2 separate regions of the Zea mays genome follow, and region 1 is linked to region 2. A link is a contact called in public Hi-C data. All regions are on one chromosome and are shown on one strand. Each heading gives the region's core, a stretch centred on a gene start, on an enhancer-like site or on the middle of the called end of the contact. The rest is flanking DNA. Distances are from core to core; before and after follow the strand shown. Region 1 holds the start of LOC100276640. Region 2 holds the start of LOC542744 (yabby homolog10).

Region 1 (3,776 bases), core at 748-3,247, 240 kb before region 2:
GAATTTCAGGATGCTAATCTCTAGTTTTATTTTATTTTTCAAAGCTATAGCTCGTGGGTCTAGACCTATTTGGATGACAGAAGCTAGAATGAACTCGAAATTATTGAAGTGAAGCCCTCCTAAATAGAACATAAAGATGTCATTATTCGACCAAAAATTTTGGTCCGCACTATTATCTACGTATAGGACTCGCTTGAGAAGACGAAAATATCCTTATTGACTTCCTTCTACCTCCATGCGCTTGCACCACCACAGCACCCAACTCTATGCCCAGCTTCTTCGATGGGTCAACGTCGATGGCGACCCCTCCGATGGGGGCTCACCTCCTTGTGGCTGTCATAGCTGGCGCACCGGCCTGATGTGATCGATGTGGAAGTGTGGAACACATTTAACAAGATGGGATAAAAGGATACATCAACATCAACATAGCCTTTTAGTCCCAAGCAAGTTGGGGTAGGCTAAAGTTGAAACCCAACAAGACGTCACCAAAAGGAGAAAAAGAGAGAAAGGGGAGGGGAAAAGCTTTTGAGAGCAAAAGGAAAAAGGCCTAATCATGGTTCGGGCACATGGATAGCTTCTTTCCAAGTACTTCTATCCAAACACAACTCCAATGTGATATTCCATTCCTTCAAGTCCCTTTTGATTGCCTCCTCCCATGTTAAGTTTGGTGGACCTCTACCTCTCTTCATGTTATTGTCCCGTCTTATGATGCCTCTATGCACCGGTGCCTCTGGGGTCTCCGGTGGACATGCCCAAACCATACCAACCGGTGTTGAATAAGCTTTTCTTCAATTGGCGCTACTCCTAGCCGATCGCGCATGTCATCGTTTCTCACTCGGTCCAATCTCGTGTGCCCACAAATCCAACGCAACATACACATCTTTGCAACACTTAGTTGTTGGATATGTCGTCTCTTAGTAGGCCAACACTCAGTCCCATATAACATAGCAGGCCTAATCACTGTCCTGTAGAACTTGCCTTTCAACTTCTATGGCACTCTCTTGTCGCATAGGACTCCCGATGCTTGACACCATTTCATCTACCCCGCTTTGATTATATGGCTAACATCTTCATCAATATCATCATCTCTCTGTAACATTGATCTCAAATAACGGAAGGTGTCCTTTTTTGGTACTATATGGCCTCCCAAACTTACATCTCCGTCCTCACTAATTGTAGTACCAAAGTTATATCTCATATATTCGGTTTTGGTCCTGCTAATTCTAAATCCTTTTTGACTCTAGGGTCTGACACCATAACTCTAGCTTTCTATTTACTCCTTCCCGACTTTCATCTACTAGAACTATATCGTCAGCAAAAAGCATACACGAAAGGATATCTCCTTGTATATCCCTCGTGACCTCATCTATCACTAAGGCAAATAGATTAGGGCTCAAAGCTGAACCTTGATCTAGTCCTGTATTAATCAGGAAAACATTTGTATCACCATCAGTTGTTCGGACGCTAGTCACAACCTTGTCATATATGTTCTTGATGAGCGTAACATACTTTGTTGGAACTTTATGCTTATCCAATGCCCGTCACATGAGATTTCTAGGTATTTTATCATATGTATTTTCCAAGTCGATAGAAACTATGTGCAAGTCCTTCTGTTTCTTATATCGCTCGATGACTTGCCTTATTAAGAAAATTGTTTCTGTGGTTGACTTTTCCGGCATGAATCTAAATTGGTTCATGGTGATATGCATCATTTCTCTTAAACCATGTGCAATAACTCTCTCACATAGTTTCATAGTGTGAGCGTAACCCGTCGATAATCCCTCGATACGATAAAAGAGACAATACTAATATAAAGTACGCGCGTGAATGTTGCAGGAGCCAATTTTTTATCGACTAGTGATAACAATCAGTTATCATCAATTATAATGATTTTTTTAAAATACTCGATTTTATAATGAAATACATCTAAAACCTTTTTTTAAAAATCCCGAGAGGCAAGAGCCCCTAAAAATCAATTGTCTCGCTGACTCGCTGCATCCTCCGGCTCCTGCCAGACCTAGGCTATTTCCCGATCAGACCTGTTATTTCCCGATCAGACCTATTCCTCTCTCGGCCTCCCACCGCCACCGGCGGCGACGAGTAACTCGCCCGCTGACCCCAGCAGGCAGCCATGGGAGGGCACGGCGGGTTGAACATCCTGCCGCAGAAGCGGTGGAACGTCTATAACTTCGACAACCGTGAGAAGGTGCAAAAAGACGAGGCCGCCGCCGCCCGGGAGGAGCAGCTCCAGCGCGAGGCGGAACGCCGCCGCGAGTCGGATCTACGCCTCGCTGCACTACGCCGTAACCGCGGCCTGGTCCAGGCGGAGACGCCCCCCGCTCCTCCATCTCACCCCGCCGGCCCCGCTGATCCGGCGGACGCCCTTCCTTCCCCGGCGGACGCCCTTCCTTCCCCGGCAACGGATGGAGACCACATCAACCTCTTCTCAGGTGGATCAGGCGTCGCCACTGATTTCGATGCGCTCGCCTCGGCCAGTGGTGGGAGGGGCGCGGCTCGGGAGCGGGAGCCTGATGCCGACCCTAACCCTAAGAAGCGGAAGAAGAAGGAAGAGGAGGTGAGGGTTGTGGGGCCCGATGAGGAGAAGTACAGGCTGGGCTACGGCCTTGCCGGGAAGGGCGTGGCGGTGCCCTGGTACATGTCGAGCCCTGCAGCGGCAGCGGCCAAGGAGGGGAGGGGCAGAGATGCAAGGGAGGGTAACGGGGTGAAGAGGAGTGGAGGGAAGAAGAGCATCGAAGAGCTGAGGGAGGAGAGGAAGAAGAGAGAGGCCAAGGAGAAGGAACGCGAGCGAGCCATCCTTGTTGCTGCAGGGAGGAAGGAGAGACAGGTGGATCGGGGGCGCCAGTCAAGGTAGTGTCATGGTGGAAGATTTGTTCTGATGATCTGGATTGCATTCTGGGCTGATGGTTACTGTTCTTTTATTCAATGCAGATGGGCTCGGTGATGTAAGGATTTTCATGGTATAATGTCCAAGAATACTAAGGAATTAAGGTAAAGTATTGCTGTTCCTGATTGTTGACATGAAACTAATTTTATTTTGTGCATACTGAATGCTATTCAAATTCGAGTGGCATAGATGGCTGAATGGTCATGACTGTTGACACTCTTTTGTTCCTTTTGATAGAGCAATGAGTGTATAAAGATGCTTTTGTGGCATGTGTACTATTAGTTTTTTTTTCTTTTGCCTGCTGGTCTAAGCTTCTAAACAACCCTGATCATGTTGATGATGTTTGTGAAAAGTTGTGTTGTATATTTGGTTCCTCCTTTATATGTACTAGTTTGCTCCCATCATACTGAGTCCATCCAATTTTTTGTCGTGATAATTAACCCATAATATTCTAAAAGTGTTCATATTGTGGTCGGGGTGTTTTGGTAGACCGGGGGCTGGCAAAGAGCGTAGCTGTGCGAGGTTGAGGGAAGAGGACCTGGACCGCCTGGCCAAGGTTTAGGTGCCAGCGATGGCAAGACAGATAGGAGGGGTGAAATTGATCTATTCCTAATCTCTTTTGAGGATACAATGCCCAATATATATGGACACTTTCCTAACAGAATCTAATCTTAACAAACCCTCTTAACTTAAGCTGCAAGCCATAGCAACCCAAACTAACCCCTTATCTTGAAGCAAAACTGATGAGTGGCTGCTGACTTAGCCATTTTGGACTCCTATTTTCTGAACTGATTGACGTTCGTTCCTAACTTCCATACTTCTTGCCGCACATGACAACTCTCACTGCCTGGACAAACAGCTCGTCCTCTGA
Region 2 (3,463 bases), core at 657-3,156:
CTGAGCTGCACGCCCGTGCTCACCACAGTAGGAATATAGCTCGAGAACGAAACAAAGATGTGTGCCTCTCTCTCTCTCTCTCTCTCTCTCTCTCTCTCTCTCTCTCTCTCTCTCTCTCTCTCGGACAGTTGATTGAAAGCGAGCCAGCCAGCGGTGTGGGCGACTGGGCGCCGCACTTATTGATGCGACATGTACAACACCGAGCTAGGCGCATGTGTCGCTAGCTGCTAGCTAGCCCATCTGTACGTGAGCTCACTGATCTGGTCAGCCGGCCAGGGCGAGCATGCACGGAGACGGAGCTGGAAGATGAGTTCAACTGAATAGCTAGCTTCCTCAAGGCCAGGCTCAGGCTGATCGTACGATCGGTCTCACGAACGAAACCAAGCAAAAACTTGGACAATCCGAGATGAGCTAGGAACAGCGAATAATTAACACTCGGCGAGGACGTGCATGGAATAATGGGAGTCTATTAGGTGGTGACTGGTGATCTCGAACTCACGTCTGTTGATGGCGGAGTTAGCGCGCGGCGACGGCTCTTTGGCCCCTTTACCCGCTGCAGGCGCCTGGGGCTGGGGCGGGTGCGGGTGCGGCGCGGCCGCGTTCCTGCCGCTGGTAATCATGCCGCCGAGGCCGTGCTGCTCCAGCAACTGCAGGCTCGGGTTCGCGGCGCTGGATATCTCGTCCTGCATCCGCGCGCGAGGGCACGAGATTAGGCATGCAATTAATATATGACATCAGAGCGAGCTAGCTTTGAAGCAGGCGACGACGTGCTCCCAGTCCCAGTCCCAGCCGGCTCTCCGCCGGCCGCGCGCTTACCAGCAGGAGGGATTGGTGGGGAGGGATGGGCAGCGCGAGGTCGAGCGAGTGGGGGATGAAGTGGAACTGCCCGTTGTTGTTGACCGAGGTGGCTGGCGGCGGCGGCGGCGCCGTGGTCATGGTGGCGGTAGTACTGGTGACAGCAGCAGCTGGTGGTGGTGGCGGCGCGGCCGCGGCGGCCGCGGCTGTGTTCGCCGGCGTGCCCGGGAAGAGGAGGCCCCTCATGTTGACGGTGAGCAAGCTGCTGCAGTGGCCGCATCGTACCGTCACCGTCTTGAACAGGCTGCTCGTAGGCACGCTCACCTGCACCGCCCAGCCACACACAACTTCGAGCTTGTAAAAACTTTGGGATTTAAACAACACGGGCGTGCATCTGCATGTATCCGTGTGTGTGTGTGTGCATATATGGAAAGAGATCGAGAGCAGGGATTCGATCACGGACGACGAGGACGGTGTCGCAGAAGTGGCAGTGCACGTAGCAGAGCTGCTCGGAGGCCGGCGCGGCCGCCGCGGCTACCGGCGGCGTAAGCTGATGCAGCGGCGGCAGGTTCTCCACCAGGAGAGGCGGCGGCAGCTGCGGGGACGGCGGGAACACCGTGGCGGCCGAGGAGGACGAGGACGAGGACGACATGCCGACCGCGGCGACAGCGAACCACCGGTCGATCAATCGACCGCAGCTTGCTCCAGGTACGTACGTGCGCGGTGCAAGCAACAGCAGGGCACGCGAAGCAACACTGCGACAGGGGGCTGGCTAGCTGCTGGCTTCTTGCCCCGATTTGACGCGGCAACGAACGAACCGAGCCGACTGCTGTGCTGAGAGGTGGTGGTGGTGGTGGTGTACGTGAGTGGAAAGGCGGCACGCGATTGCTGCCGGGCTACCTGATTGATGGATGGATGGATAGTTTAGTAGGATATATCTCTCATCATCTTCCTCCTCACCCACCCTCCTCTCTCTCTCTCTCCTCTTTGCCTGTGTGATCTGATGGGCGTGTGATTTGATGGTTTTGGAGTGACTGATGTGTGATGCAATGGAACCTATATGTATTGGATCTGTCGTTGCTGCCGCTCCGATTTGGCAACTAGAGAGAGAAGAAGAGGGGGAGAAGACGGGAGGCGAGAGTGCCTTGGTTGGTGAGGAGATGGAGAGAGAGAAGGCGCAGAGGAGATACCGAGACAGCGTGCGAAGGGCGGGGGTGTTTTGGGGAGTTCTGTTCAACAATGAGGAAGGGACAGTGGCAGCCGCAGCTGTAGTGTGCCTAGGTAGTAGGGAGCTAGCTAGACGACGGGGGCCGTGGGGGCGTTTTTTTTTCTCTCCCTTCTGCAATGCCATGCCATGCCATGAGAAGTCGAGTGTGCAGACCAGTCTCTAGAGAATGGTAGCAACGACAAAGAGGAGTTATTTTCATGTGCTAGTATATACCGCCGTATAAGTCTCATGTGCATGTACGTGTACTGCTGTTTTCTGGTTTATTGTACATGACTCAGAATGCACAGCTGGGGCAATGCCCTAATTTTTCGGAGAACAGAATGAGGATCTTTACAGATGGTAGTAGACCTGGCCGACCGGCCGGTTGACCCATCGTTAATTCGTTACTATTTTTTAACAGGTTGGTTGCGTAAAACCAACTAATGAAAGCCTCTGCACAGCGTGAACGACTAGGCACTCGCACCAATACATGGATGTCTTACTGTTACTAGTGTAGTATGATATGTTGAATTGCGTGACGGTACACAAATTATCCGATATAAAATGTTAAAACACAACGATTACATGAAAACAAACATCACATCACTACCAGAATCGAGCGCTTTACCGAGTGTCTGAAGCACTCGGCACAGCCTGAAAAACACTCGGCAAAGACTTTGCCGAGTGTGGCACTCGGCAAAGAGAGCTCGGCGAACAGTACATCGGCAACGGCTTGTTTGTCGAGTACCTTTTATTGCCGAGTGCCAGTCGGTACTCGGCAAAAAAAGTGGCCGTCACGGCGCTGGGTAACGGAGACGGCGCCTTTGCCGAGTGTTCTAGGTGACACTCGGCAAAGAAGTTACCACTTTGCCGAGTGTCTACCAGCCTGCACTCGGCAAAGGTTCCACCATCGGCGCCCTTTGTCAGGTTCTTTTCCGAGTGCTCTAGCGGGCACTTGACAAAGTTTGCTTCTTTGCCGAGTGTTAGTGTCAGAGCACTCGACAAAGAAGCTTTACCGGTGCCCAGGTGTTGCTTCTCTGCCGAGTGCTCTGGCCCTGACACTCGGCAAAGTGACCAGTATACACCTTTTTTATTTGTTTTTTTATTCCATCCAAACAAACAAAAGATATCACATATACATCACAGATATCACATAATCATCACATATCTCACATATCTCACAAATACCATAAATCAAACATAAGTATCCAACACTCAAGAACATAAGTCTCAAGTTCTCACATAAGTATCCAACACAAACATAAGTATCCAACACAACATTACCAACAAGTTCTGAAGTCTCAAGTATCTCATAAGTCTCAACACTAAGAACATAAGCTCATCGAGGTGGGCGGCTGGACTGGTGCGGCGATGGGCTGGGCGATCCATGAGGGTTGTTGGATGCCACCCTAGATTGTCCCTACATAGAGAAGAGATTGCATGTGTTATACCAGATGCATT

Evidence for each region. A called contact is a pair of places that touch in the nucleus more often than the background predicts.
Region 1: a contact with region 2 is called in a Hi-C map of ear, with 2.1 times the contacts expected there. The contact joins the promoter of LOC100276640 here to the promoter of LOC542744 in region 2. A contact is called at or near these places in 2 of 25 Hi-C or Micro-C datasets (bundle sheath and ear).

The regions. Positions count from the first base shown.
Region 1 is chr1:230,827,066-230,830,841 of Zm-B73-REFERENCE-NAM-5.0, reverse strand. LOC100276640 reads left to right here and starts at 1,997. Exons shown (of 3, transcript NM_001150377.1): 1 at 1,997-2,868; 2 at 2,950-3,009. The coding sequence starts at 2,132. The coding sequence ends at 2,962.
Region 2 is chr1:230,587,736-230,591,198 of Zm-B73-REFERENCE-NAM-5.0, reverse strand. LOC542744 (yabby homolog10) reads right to left here and starts at 1,906. Exons shown (of 7, transcript NM_001112253.1): 1 at 1,259-1,906; 2 at 817-1,119; 3 at 500-683. The coding sequence starts at 1,447.